Regions from separate parts of the Oryza sativa genome. Here region 1 is linked to region 2. A link is a contact called in public ChIA-PET data. All regions are on one chromosome and are shown on one strand. Each heading gives the region's core, a stretch centred on a gene start, on an enhancer-like site or on the middle of the called end of the contact. The rest is flanking DNA. Distances are from core to core; before and after follow the strand shown. Region 1 holds the start of LOC4336422 (protein S40-4). Region 2 holds the start of LOC4336421 (exosome complex component RRP4 homolog).

Evidence for each region. ChIA-PET counts read pairs in DNA pulled down with a chosen protein or histone mark.
Region 1: an H3K9ac ChIA-PET map of seedling shows a contact between it and region 2, with 4 times the contacts expected there. The contact joins the promoter of LOC4336422 here to the promoter of LOC4336421 in region 2. A contact is called at or near these places in 3 of 4 datasets of contacts at active chromatin or transcription factors (leaf and seedling).

The regions. Positions count from the first base shown.
Region 1 is chr4:26,576,883-26,580,178 of ASM3414082v1, reverse strand. It overlaps LOC4336422 (protein S40-4), which reads left to right and starts at 1,733. Exons shown (of 1, transcript XM_015778669.3): 1 at 1,733-2,854. The coding sequence starts at 1,900. The coding sequence ends at 2,424.
Region 2 is chr4:26,542,118-26,545,326 of ASM3414082v1, reverse strand. It overlaps LOC4336421 (exosome complex component RRP4 homolog), which reads left to right and starts at 1,283. Exons shown (of 7, transcript XM_015778195.3): 1 at 1,283-1,579; 2 at 1,712-1,813; 3 at 2,503-2,548; 4 at 2,876-2,965. The coding sequence starts at 1,437.

The sequences.
Region 1 (3,296 bases), core at 484-2,983, 34 kb before region 2:
ACTATGTCGTCCTTATGTAATGTTGTATAGATATTTTTTCTAATGTGTACCAAAGAAAATAGAGCCATTGGCCCTTGGTGAAGAGACGAGCCAAATAACCCATACAACAGATGGGGCATATATCTCTTCTTGTATTGTACTACTACTCCATCTATCTCAAAATATAAGGTATATTTTGTTTCATCGGGACAAGACTCTGATCAATCATTATTTCATTAGAATATAATTTTGTGGCAAAAGTAATTACTTTTGAATATAAATATAATAAAAATTAATTTGTGTCAAAAATCACATTTTAATAAAATAATTGTTGTTCAAAACATTATCATGACGAAACAAAATAAGTACTGTTATAGTTTGAAACGGAGGTGGTATCTATTATCTCTTCGCTCACAGTTTGTAGGGTGGCTCTTTTTATATGCTGTAATAATGTAGAAACAACTCGTTAGACGATAGTGTTGTTTCTAGGTGATACGCAAGACGATTAACAACACACCATTGTGATCCCATCCCTTATGCATTCATGCCTTGAAGAGAAGTTATACAGCTCAGTTGGATAAGATTGATTTGTTCCAACGACCTTTTGCCTGTGGCTCTAATATTTTCTGATCATCCCGGTCAAGCTGTGACCGGTGTTAACTGCACTACGGTCCGGTAGTCCGGTAGTATATCAATCTGTGCCGTACCTGACCCGGACACTACCGCAGTACTCGAACTGCACTATTTGCATTGCGTTCAAGTTTCAACCGGCCACCGGCCCAGTCTCCTCTACCAGCCAACAGCCGGGCCCACGGTTGGGCCCCTTCGCCAGTAAGCTGCAATTCACGCGCCCACGAGGGGGCACGGGGCCACCGGCAGCGAACGTGGGGAGACAGCCAAGCGCGAGACCACGTGTCGCCTTCGCGGACCCGTCGACCCAGCCGAGGGGGCCATGTTTGCCATCGTGTGTGCAGCGACGGCGTCCAAAAATTTTCACAATTTGACCTTTGCAAAAACTATTTTTACAAATAAACCGCAGCTAAAACTTATTTTAAAAACAACCCTTTTGTTCAGCGCCAAATCGTGTGGCGCTGAACTTAGACACCTCAGCGCCAAATAGCGTGGCACTAAATATACGTTGGTACGCTGACTTAGTCTCCCATCCACGGTGGTACGGCATTCAGCGCCAGTTGACATGGCGCTGAGGTGTCTAAATTCAGCGCCAGGTGATTTGGCGCTGACAACGAAAAGTCAATTTTGAAATAAGTTTTGGCGGTGGTTCATTTGTAAAAATGGTTTTTGCAAAGGGTCAAGTTGTGAAAATTTCAGGACGGCGTCCCTGGGTCCTTTCCTCTTGGCGAAATCTCGCCAATGCCCTTGGCCAATTATTACTCCCTGTGAAATGGTCCATTTCCAGCGTGAAGCTGGTCGTACTCGTAGTCGTAGTACGATTTTGTCTCGACGCGGGCACGTCACCGGTGGAAAATATGTTTACTCGCCACGGTTCAAGCGTGTACAAGACCGACGTGTCCCATGGCCACACAAGCGCCCACGGTGTGCCCCGGTGCATAGCTGTAAGCCTACGAAGCCGTGGCAGCGTGAACCACCGGAGGGCAGAAGCGTCATTCCAAAAAACAGTCTTATCCGCTTCTGCTATCTCTCGTCACTCTTCAGTCTTCACCTCGCGGAGGCGCAGTATTCCCGTTCTTCACCTCTCGCTCCTATAAAATCCAACGTGGACAACCAAACGTCCAAGGCCACACACAAACTCCAAACCCATTACTCTCCTCACGACATTCTCGCGCTCTCCCCTCCTGTAAAGATCGGTGGTTGCGAGCGGCGTCACGGTAAAGCGGAGCAAATTACTCCTATATATTACCCTGCAGCGTAGACCGATCGATCGGGCGGCGGCGGCGGCGTATGGCTGGGAGCGCGAGGTCGGCGGCAGCGAAGCACGCCTACCGGATGTTCGCGCCGTCCAGGGGCGCAGCGGCGAGGTGCCCCGGAAGCCCCGGGGCGGACGAGTTCGACGAGTCGGACGTGTGGGGCTCGTACGGCGCGGCCGGCGTGGAGTCCAGCCCCGCCGAGCTAGGCGCCCGGGGCCGCGCGATCCCGTCCGCCCGCGCCGGCCGGAAGGCCCCGCTGGATCGGGCCGCCGGCTCGCTGCCGGTGAACATACCGGACTGGCAGAAGATTCTTGGGGTCGAGTACAGGGATCACCAGGCCGCTGCTGCGGAGTGGGAGCTCCAGGGCGACGGCGACGACGACTACGAGTACGGCAAGGTGGCCGGCGTCGGCGGCGTGGTGATACCGCCGCACGAGCTGGCGTGGCGCGGCCGCGCGGCGTCGCTGTCGGTGCACGAGGGGATCGGGAGGACGCTCAAGGGGCGCGACCTCAGCCGGGTCCGGGACGCGGTCTGGAAGAAGACCGGCTTCGAGGACTGACCGGCGAGCTAGCTGATCACTCCCGGTGGTTGGCCTCGCCGCGCAGACGTGCAGTAGGTTTAAAATGAGTACTTAGTAGTACTAATTACTTTATTCTCTTTTGTTCTTATTTCTTTTTCTTTCGCCATGGACAAGATAAGAAATTGGGTAGTATTCCTAGTCCTAGAAGGCTAGATGCAAGAGAGGACAGGAAGAGTGGGTGGTTTGTTCAATCAAGGTGTGACAATTTTGAGGGCACCTGGAGATGGTTGGAGTTGGTTGATCAGCTGATCGATCCTGTATTTTTTTTCTACCCTTCGAGTATGGGAAATTCCACATTACTGCACAGTGTATGTATTATACCACTGTAGTATGTAGTATGCAGAATTGTACATGCCGTTTTGTGCGAAATTGCAGAGAGCGAAGAAATTCAGAAAGAATCTTGTGTTGACATGCATGCATACTGCCAGTCTCTGGTACTTATTCTTATAGTAGTAGTATTTTATTTATAGAATTCGAGAAAAGAAAAAATATCTTTCATACCGTCACACCACACATTTTTCCAGTAATTTTGTATGCATATAGTATATATATTGATGTCATTCAACAGGAGTGTAAATGGAAAATGAACGACTGCCTCTCCTGCAATAGCTAAAATGATGAATTGTTCTTTTGGATGAGCGGGACACCTAAGTATAGTGCAACACTAGCTAGCAACATCATTGCCAATGATGCAGCGGCAAGCCGACCCTACTGAACAGTTAGCAGATACTGATATGTATCATATCAGTGATTATATAAGGAAAATCCTGGAAATACATATACTCATTCACTACGTTCGGACTTTTGTAGGGTCCCATATCAGAATTAAAGTTGATGCTAAAACAGATTAG
Region 2 (3,209 bases), core at 34-2,533:
GTCACTCATGCTGTCCAGGTCCCGGGTTGGCACGAAAAGAAGATTGATGCAACCGTGCACACAGTTCTACCCACTGATTGGAACGGTGAGCCTTCTAATGATGTACCAGTACAATATTTCACCACATCTTTTGTCTGATTCATTCAAGAGCTGAGAGCCACGACGAACACGGCACAGGGGATCCATCCAATCACTACTACTGATCCCTGTGGACGAATTATTGAGTATCACATTCAGAGGTCGCGAAGTGATGCGATGTATACAGGGGATCTAGCAGAAGCGGCCACAGTTCACTAGAGTTAAAGCAGGTTAAGTGGTATTTGGATCAGGGACAACTTTAGTCCCTATCATATCGGATCAATTTGGAGTATTAAACATATACTACTTATAAAGCTAATTACATAAATGAGAACTAATTCGCGTGACAAATTTTTTAAGACTAATTAATTCATAATTAGCACATGTTTACTGTAGCATCACATATGCTAATCATAGATTAATTAGGCTTAATAGATTCGTGTCGTAAATTAGTCTAGAGTTATAGAATGGATTTTATTAATAGTCTACGTTTAATATTTATAATTAGCATCCAAACATCCGATGTGATAGGCACTAAAAGTTTTAATTCCTATCTAAACAAGGTCTTAACTTCAGGACATGGACAGGATGAGGTACGTATACTGTTTTGGAAAAGGTCACCTTCCCAGCTACAAGACACAAACCATGCTCGTCCACAAATAAGCTCTTCCTAAGGAATTTTCGGATGAACTTATGGACGGGAATGCTTCGCCTGTTACTCTCGGAGAAAAGAGACGTCCATTTCATTTCCATATGAAACGGAAACAACTTGATAAGAGTTGAAAAACACAGCCCAAGCAGAGCATACAAATTCTCTTAGCTATATCTGCAGCTAAAAAGAAAAAGAATAAAAACAGAACGAAAATATCTTGCGCATCCCATATTCCAAAGTAAAACATGCATACCGTGTTAAGAAATGGTTACTAACAACGTGTGTAAGATATGATAATAATAATTTGGTTAATTTGTATATTTAAGTGTCTGTTAATGTGATTTCTCTTTTCTGAATCTGAATAGAAGTTCCGAGTTCGTTCATAAAACACATCCAGTGAGTGAAAAGGCCCATGATGTCAAGCACTGTTAAACATCGGCCCAAAAAGCCCATGTCAACCAACATCGCGAGCATCGCGATCCTTTTCTGGGCTTCCGGCCCATTGTAGGCTGTAGGCTTGCATTGCCGTGGCGGCGGCTGCGCTGCGCCTCCGTGTTCCTCGAGACCGGCCGAACCCGCGCCGGATTTGGGCAGGTTTTACTAGGGTTTTTGCCGATCCGCTTCCCTTCCGCCGCGCCACCCTCTACTCTACCCTACTCCTCCCGCTTCCTCCGCGCCTACCTGCGTGCTCGCGAGGCCGCCCGCCATGAGGGACCTCCAGCTCTCGCTGAACCAGACCCAGAGGGTGCGCCTCGAGGCCGCGCTCCACGAGCTCCAGACCGTCGCCCCCGCCGCCGCCGTCACCGTCGCGGACACCATCCCCGTCAACGACGAGGACAACATTCTCAAGTGAGAGCTAGGCACTTCCCCCCTTGTCTCTCCCCCCCCCCCCTCCCAATCTCGTATTAGCTTTCGTGTGTGGCGGCAGTACGGCTGGACTGATGGGGGGTTTCTCGTTTTCCTCTCTCTCTCTGCGCGCAGGGGGCATGGGACGTCGGATCAGGACGGGGAGGTGGTGGCGACGCTGTGCGGCGTGGTGGAGCGGGTCAACAAGCTGGTGTACGTGCGGACGCTTAGGGCGAGGTACTCAAGCTCTAACCTTCCTCGGATTCACTGACGTATCATAGAATCAATTTTCCAGCGGTTTTACCCGTTTCTTATGAACCTTGAAAAGCGGTTCATTTGCGTGCTCCTTTATTGGATAACTCTGGCAGAACAATGGTATTTTCCCTGGGCGTTTTGTTATAGGACTAGCTTCCGAGATGAGAGCGGGGTTTATGTTATTGTACCGAGTCCAGTAGTAGATTTTGTGGGGTGGATGTTGATGGACTGATGGAGTATATGTAGAATGGGGATTATGGATTCAATTTCGAAGCACTCAGGCAGTGGTAACAACTTGTGATATACTGTGCTGCAGCTGGATTTGTTCTGAGCCTGTAATTTGCACCAAATCAAACCATAGATTTGATATATTTTGGCTGTGGAAATGATTGGTACAGACCATTACAACTTCTTTATGAATTCATTAAAAGTTTGCTACCATGGAAGAGACATACTTTGAATTACTTTACAAGTTCGTAATGAGTTCTGCTACCAAAATACAATGTCCTAGCTACTTTTATTTAAAACTATTTGGTTTCTGGTTTTGAATGTCTGGACAATCTGAATGTAAGAATTGCTCGTGTGATTTCTGTTGGTGGAGAGGAAGCGAGGGGAGCTTCATCTGAATGAGCGTGTCAATTCTTAGTCCATTTTCTCTCTGACCTTTTTAGGTATAAGCCGGAGGTTGGTGATATCATAGTTGGCCGTGTTATTGAGGTACTGACAATTATGCTTTATGGCACCCTTTGGACATTCTTCTTACTGATTTTGGTCCATGAATATCATTTTAGGGATAAAAACTTCATTTTGCTGGATATGATTATTTAGTTAAAAGTTGCTAGAATTTCTTAGTATTTTGACAGTCCTGATAATATATGCATAAATTGGAGTAAGGTAGTTTTGGTAAATCTGGTTTAATATTATAGTCACATCTTCACAAAATCAGCTACTGCTATCTTTATTATTATGTCAGTTCAACATCCATGTTATGCAAATCTATTAAAAAAGATAAATAACCTACTGTCGTGATTTTTGTTTCTCAAGATTGCACCTAAACGCTGGAGGTTGGAGATAAATTTTAGCCAAGATGCTGTTTTGATGCTTTCTTCTATGAATTTACCCGATGGAATTCAGGTACAGTTTTCTCATTTTTTTGTACCTTAAAGCTTATAATATCCAAAGTTTGTGGGATGTCAGATGGCTGAACACAGCTACATCTTCCTGTTATACCAGTCTGGAAAATAAATGATATGGAGTACTACAACAAAGGATATTTCACGCATTCAGCATTCGTTGAAGCACCTTTTCTAGTCTCCTTAGTTATCTTAAAACACTGAATTCATTGAAAGCCATTCTGTTTCACTTAGAAGTTTAGCTT